2 separate regions of the Aphis gossypii genome follow, and region 2 is linked to region 1. The links are chromatin contacts, called in public Hi-C maps. All regions are on one chromosome and are shown on one strand. The core of a region is the stretch at or near the end of the contact, and the rest is flanking DNA. Distances in the headings are between cores, read along the strand shown.

Region 1 (3,899 bases), core at 858-3,357:
ACCAACGTCATCGCTGCCATTTATGCGATATGCTAAACAAGTACTTACCGAGATTAATACATAGCAAAAGAAGTATGCCATAGATGTTCTTCATTTCGAAATGTCAGCAGTAGTATTGATGTATATTTATGAATGAACTCAATCCCTTTTATGGAAATAAATTATGAAAGAACAAAATTGTTATTAGTTTGGCTAAAAAAGACACCAAGAAAGACTACTGACAAATATAGTTTGAATTAATGCACAGGTTTTCGGCTTTCGCACATTTTTGTTGATATTGAGGTTATGTTTATGAGAAACAGTGTATCCAAAAAGTGGGAATCACAGTTAGATAATATTTTACAAATCAGGAATTAAAGTTAAATAAAAGAAAATTGAAATTCATCACGAAAGAGTATGTAAGGAGGGCCGAGGGGTAGAGTTAAAAAAAAAAGTTGGCTAACATAATAGAGTAAATGACAAGATTGTTGACAAATATCTCAAAAAAAAAAAATTATAACATAAATTGTATAAAAAACTACCTATGCATACTAAACATTAAGTAAAAGTCTCATCAAAGGGTGGCTCCTTTCCTTAAATTATGTATTTCATGCTCTTTTTTTTTCTCTTAGCACATATACTCATTATGTCCATAATATGATATAGATTGTATATTTTTCTTCTAACAATAACAATAAAAAAATATTTAGCATTATGAATGTTAGTGACACGCGTTTAGAATTAATTTTCAATTTATAACACAACAAATAAAAAACTTGCATTCAAATTTCATATTTAATAATAAACACAAAAACTTACATTAAATAAAATTAGTAAGAAAGTATTTTTGATCACTTTACAAAACTATAATTTGGGTTTATTTTTGTAGTATATAGAATGTCAATATTTCCCTATAATCTATACTCAACAGTCTAAAGCACGGTTTAAGATAGTGTTATGTCTTACTTGAATTTGTTCCCTCGTGGACGATTTGAGTTGTTATCCTCTGTTAAGAATGAGTTCGCTCCCTTGAAAGTACTACAGTACGTCAATAAAACTTATTTTATAGGAATAGAATTTTAACGCAATGAATTAAAATAATATCAATATTTATATTTTTTATAATAAGTGTTCACACAGTAATCGAGTCTAAGACTATTTTACGACTGACTTATGTACTACACACATTATTCGTTGGCGACGGACGTCGTCTTACAAAAGTGCCCACCCATCTAAATTCTACGTTCGCTAATAATATATTACTATAAAGACAAGGGGTTCCTAACAATAGACTTATAGATATACTTTAAAACAAGTCTACCGTGCTCCGACATGAGTGTAGTACACTTTTACACTGTGAAAATCGTACAAGTCACGTCCGAGTAAATATGCCAACAGTAATAATCATTCTAAGCCGTTTACGAGTACAATATACATTGAGAGAGGTCGTCGAACACACCATGGCGACGTTGAATTTTTTATATGGTCGAGGTACCTACGTCGCAGTCACGGACGTTAATAAAACAATAAAATAAGTAAACAATACTACCGAATGAGTATAATATTTTCGGCCAGGGTCATAGATAATACAATTTTATTATTATATATTATGGCCCTACTCTAGTTGTGGGCGCAGTCAAACGTCGAGTGGTCGAGCATCGCGATAACGCTGATCAGAGCGTTCTCCTCAGCACACACACGTCTCGTGCCCATCGCTTTGGGTATGATGAACCATTGTGTGTTTTACATGATACATGTTTTTCGATAACACGTTTTAGGAACAGCAGTGAACTGTTCATGTTTAATTCGATTTCGAATTGCTGTTACCTTACTTATTCAACTTATCGATCAGTCTCCATAGTGTCAGATGTCGTGTTTCTTGGATAGTTAACGTTTAAATGTGTTAAACCGTAGTTAATACAAGTAATAAACAGGAATGGAGGATAAATAAATTCGGTAAAAATATTTTTAACAGATAGTCGGTGTAAAACGATACGATAGGTATAAAACACAAAAAATACAAATCAAATTTTTATCCACCACTTACAGATTTGAGTTATCAACATTCGACTGCATTAAGACGGTACTAAAAAGATAAATTCAATTCTTTCATTACATTTATAAAATTATGTAATGTAGGTGTTGTTTTACTAATACTTTTTATGTATTGGTACAGGAAAGGATAAACTCTTTGTGTTACAATACTTCTTAAGTATTAAAAAAAAAAAATAAATAATAATAACAACAATTACTGATACAAAGCAATATATTGATGATACAGCTTAGGTTTTGAAAATATTTTAAAAATTTGAAATCAAAATAAAATCCAAAAAAAGGAACACAAAAACAAAATAAATATTTATAATAATAAAAAATTTTTAAATTAAACAATAATTTTTTTAAGCTTAAAATTAATATGATGAATTTGTGTTACAAATGTTATGAATATTGACAATAAAGCGATAATTATAAATTAAGTCAATTAAAGAATGGAGATTTAATAATTATCGTGAAATCAATATGCAAAGGAAATAAAATTAAAAAATATAAAACAAACTTGGCTATTTGTGTTATTGCGATAAATACACATCAGGCGTTTGTGGCAGGCATAGACATAAAAAGTTATTGTATACATTTATAAATGATCACAACATAGAAAGTTTAAGCTACCTAGTCCATTTATCAATAGATTTGCAGTACATTTTAACACAATCGTAATACACTCTTTAAATATTAAATAAATATTTTAAAATTATAAAATTCTCTAAGCCTCACAAAACAATTATTATTACAGACAAATGTTTACGGTTTTAATTTTTGTGCAAAAAAGTAACGAAAATAATAATAATAAAAAAAAATATATTATGTGGCGTTTATACGAGTGTATATAAATATATAAATGTATATTCCGATTGTAATTATTCAAAGACCTCTTTATTGAAACAGATAATGAAATAAACGTTATAAATAACATTTTAATATATCTATAATTAATAAGATTTTTACATAACACTACCGAGAATATATATTTATATATTTTGTAAATAAAAATAATAATTAAAAATCTTTATAACAAATAAATAGGTATAAAAAAAGTATAATTAATTTCTCACGATTATAATTTGTTAATTAGGGCAGTTTTTACAATTTGGCTGTTATTTAAAAAATAATAGCAAATAAATGTCTACAAACATAAAAAAAATGGCAATTGATGCCAATGGTCATAAAATTACAATCTAAGTGATGTACATTACAATAAATTAAATAGATGGTCTGAATGTTCATATAAATATTTATATGATTTAGTATTACCCTTTTAGAGTATAATTTGGATACAAACAGACAAGGATGAATGGCAACAGACAAATTGATAAGATAAAACTAAATTTAAGTGCATAATATTGTCTAATCTACTTGCACCAACATTTTTCTTAGTTTATTTTATGCACAATGTAAATTTCATGATCACATGAACGGTATAAAGTAGTTTTAATATATATATATATACTTTTTTTATCACAAATAATTATTTATATATATACGAGTTTCAGATACCGTATTAGCAGCCACGTTACAAAAATAAATTTAAATGCATAGTTAATCTTTTCAATAACAATTCTAGTAAAAAAAAAAAAAAAACCATACATTTAAGAATTTTTAAGCTGAAGAGAATGATAAATATTTAAAAATGTTGTGGTTAGAAATGTACAAAAAGTACAAGTTGCAATAATTACGATAATATACTTTTAGGAAAAATGAATATAGCATTCAAGTACATACTCACTTAAAGAGCGGATTTTTTTTTTTTGTCAAATTTGACACCTATTGATCATAGTTAGACCCGTGGTTTAATTATTAATTTTAAAGTAAATTAACTGATCAAAATTGTATTACAATTTTATGTAACATATTAACTAATA
Region 2 (3,899 bases), core at 811-3,310, 270 kb before region 1:
TTTTAGTTAAGAAAAGACGTATTTGTCCGGTCCGGTAAATTTCGAATTGTAATTGAGTTTCGCTACTAAATTTTTTCCATATTGGATAATCCCAATTGGCAATTTGTTACTCTCATTTGTATTCAATAATTTTTGTTATGATTATTACAGACATTCTAATATTTTCAGTTAGTAAGTGCCTATCTCAAATTATGAATAATTTGTTCAGAAATAATTTAAGTACGTTCACATATAAAAAAATTCTGTAGTTTTCTATAACATACATAATACATGTTATAAATTATAATGGTATAATACTGTTCAAAATACTTTTATTATTATAGTAGTATAGCTGTTGCCATATTTATAATAATTAACAAACAAAAAAAGTTATAAATTCACATTCTTTACATTTTAAATCTTAGACATTATTCATTAGTTATTAGTTATTATTTATTACGCATTGATAGCGGAAGCCAGAAGACATTAGGAGGCTACTATAATAGCTGTATTTTTAATTATTTGTACAAAAATAAATATTTAAATTATTTATAAAACACGACCATTTCCATTTCTGTGTTGCCGTGTTTAAATTTCTTTTAGTGAACTGTGTGTTTTGAATTTGAGTAATTATTTATTTCTATTTTTTCGACAACGGCAAATAAAGGAAAAAGTTAAAATGGAAACGGTAAGTAAAAAATAATTGTCTAGTACGCCTAAGACCTTAGTACCCTCTAACCCTCATAATACAAACAAATAAAGTAACTAGCGAGTATAGTATCTATATTTAGAAATTTAGATACTTTTGTTATTAATTTATCCTAAAAATAAAAATAGTAAAATGAAATAAAATATTTATATTTTGAGCTCGACCAGTAATTCAATAAATAAATAAAAATAACTTTATTCACTATTACAATTTACAGTTTAACAATTATTATTAGTTATATTATTGATTTTATAAATATAGTGGGTTTCGTAATTCGTAAATATGACTATTTTCAAAGTTACAAGTACGTTTATATTTTATTGTAGGTACCTAGTTAATACTTAATTGTCAACACCGATAAATTAGAATTTTGAAGGTTCCTCGCTAGTCTAATAATAGTACATTAATAATAACGTTACTTTATTGACTGGACTCAGTATTAGAATCATGGTTTCTCCACACTACGTAATTATACAATATGTCAATATGGATTATATTTCGTGAAATGGATATCTTAACCGTCATAGACGGAACATATTTCTTCATTTGGATGTCGATATAGCAAAAATTAAAAATTGTTATATAATATTGTTCCTAAAAAATCATTTATAAAATTATAACTAATTGGCGTGACATTGTGACAATAATTTTTATTTGTTCCATCGTAAACGATAGTCACAGTATTATGTTTAGGTATTATTCTCTGTGTTACAAGCATTATTGTCGGTCAACAACCGTCGATAATCTTCGACAATTTGATCATGTATAATGCATAACAGTTTTCATTTTGCCAAGTGATTTGAAATAGAAAAAAAAAAAATAAAGCGATTAGAAATCATTTATAATTAATTTTACAAATTTAATCTAATTATTGTTTTTAGGAAAATATTTTACCTACAAATAAGTACTTTAATGCAAAACTTTTATTTATTTAAACAAGGTCGTGAATAATTATTATGGCAACAAGAATTACATGACATCGCACACTTTAAAATAGTCATCACCAATCAGTCGAAACGATATAGATACCTATGCATAATAATAATAATAATATTTAGTTGTAAACGTTGTAATAAGTATATGAAAATTATCGTAGGTACAGGTAACTTCCCTATTATTCGATAATTATTTATGAATTCGCCTAAACGATCGGAGAATTTCTCGCCCAAACGAAGGACGCTCGTGTTTTAGGCACAAACTATGTTTAATTATTTTAATTAATAAACGAATGTCCGAGATCGTTTTCACGCTTTTCATTTTCACGTTTTCAAGATCTACGCGACATAGCGACAGATCTCTTACACTGGTCAGTGGTCAATGGTCATCGTAGACGATCAGTTTATAATAGTATGGTCCACGGCCTTAGACTATTGGCAAATACTATAAATTTATAGTATTTGCTATTGGTATGGTCATACTGATCGCAAGACAAACCGGAAAGCAGGCTTCGCTGCCCCTCCCCCCCCCCGACACGTCCTACCGCAACGCAGTTATCGTACGCGGCGCGCGCTCAAATTTGTCAGCGTGTTCGCCAGGGTATCGTCACGCGGTAAACGGTTATTGTACATTTGTACGCCTGTACGGTCGTCGTTCGTCGGTTCTCGTCCGGTCCCGCGGCAGTTGTGCGTCCGATCGCGTTCGCCCGATCGTTATTAATCGAATAGCTGTTACCTACGTGTATTTATAATACAATTACACTCTCTCGACGTTATGTCTGTCAAGGCGAGAAAAGAAAACGAACTTCGAAGCAGACCCTTCGGAGGAGGAGGATGGTACGGTTACAACAATCGCGACGATGTCGAATTGACTGTTCGCATTCTGATTACCGGTGGGGTATGTAACTAAGCACAAAAATATTGTTTTGTTTTACCTATTGATATTTTATTCGCTCGAAAGCGCCGTCGAAATTGTAGTTGTTATTACCCGCGTAAATGATAATAATATTATTGTCTATTATTACGCTCAGAAACCAAACATTAGGCGTTATTATTCGTTTTTAATCTCTCGTTTTTCTCGGTTTTTTTTTTATTATAATGACGCATAATTATGATTTCAATGCTCGTTACAGGCGATGAACGGATGAAAATTAACAATTCGTATTTTTTTTTTATAAAATATTGAGTAAATAACGTACATAGCACAGTTTAAAGTAGGTACATCAAATAGTTAGTAAATATTTTAAATGCCGTCTTGCAAGTATTTGTATTCTAATTGTGAAATACTGTAATGCAAATATTTTACGAAATTCAGAAGAACTATCTACCTATTCGTAATTCTTCAGATTGTTTTTTTGATACCTAATCAAGTATGGTATAGTACCTTTATGATCAACTAGAGAGTACAAGTGAATTTACTGTCTGAAGTTTGATAATTGGTAAATCTACTTTTATATTTAAGCCAACAGAATTTGCATAATCTACATGTCTTGTGTATAACATAAAGACAACATATGCATGTGTGTACCTATTTAGGTAATATTAATATTTATATTAGGTATAGAGTATAGACAATAATATACCTATTTTAAAAATAAAGTTAATCTAGTTAATTAAAGAACATTTTATTTTTATGATTAAATCTGTATTTTTTTTTCAACTTTAGGAAGTTGCAAATATTATTGGCAAAGGAGGCGAAACTGTAAAAAATATAAGAAGTCTGGTAAATAGTTTAACTTCTTATTAATACCTATTATTAATAATAATTTAAAATATTTGTTTAGTCTGGTGCTAAAGTTAAAATCACTAATGGTTCATTACCAGAACGTATTGTTCTCATTACTGGGAATAGAATTACAATTTATAAAGCTACTGAACTTATTTGTCATAAAGTTGAAGAAGTGAGAATTTTTATAAAAAAAAACTAAATTTTAAATTTACATCTTTAATTTATTTTAGTTTTTCGAGAGATTACATGGTGACTGGAATGGCCCAAAATCACCTTTGACACTTAAGCTAATTATGCCAGCATCTAAATGTGGTTTTATAATTGGTAAAAGTGGAAATAAAATAAAAGAAATTAGAGAATCAAGTGGAGCTACCATATCAGTAGGATTGGATTTGTTACCTTATTCAACTGAACGTATAATTTCAATTACTGGTAGTACAGGCACAGTATCTCATTGTGTTTATCTAGTCTGCAACGTAATATTAAATGTAAGAAAATTTTGAATATTTATTTTAAACTCTAAGTAAATTGATAAATTGAAGTATTG

What was found. Hi-C and Micro-C count contacts between places; a contact is called where the count stands out from the background.
Region 2: a contact with region 1 is called in a Hi-C map of whole body, with 2.8 times the contacts expected there. The contact joins the promoter of LOC126552766 here to the promoter of LOC114127659 in region 1. A contact is called at or near these places in 2 of 2 Hi-C or Micro-C datasets (both in whole body).

What each region holds. Positions count from the first base shown.
Region 1 is chrX:54,260,016-54,263,914 of ASM2018417v2, reverse strand. LOC114127659 (lachesin-like) reads right to left here and starts at 2,107. Exons shown (of 7, transcript XM_027991964.2): 1 at 946-2,107; 2 at 49-145. The coding sequence starts at 94. It overlaps LOC114127648 (protein hu-li tai shao), which reads right to left. Exons shown (of 19, transcript XM_050205452.1): 19 at 2,228-3,899.
Region 2 is chrX:54,528,654-54,532,552 of ASM2018417v2, reverse strand. It overlaps LOC126552766 (poly(rC)-binding protein 3-like), which reads left to right and starts at 2,060. Exons shown (of 9, transcript XM_050207673.1): 1 at 2,060-2,521; 2 at 3,290-3,346; 3 at 3,408-3,524; 4 at 3,583-3,840. The coding sequence starts at 2,399.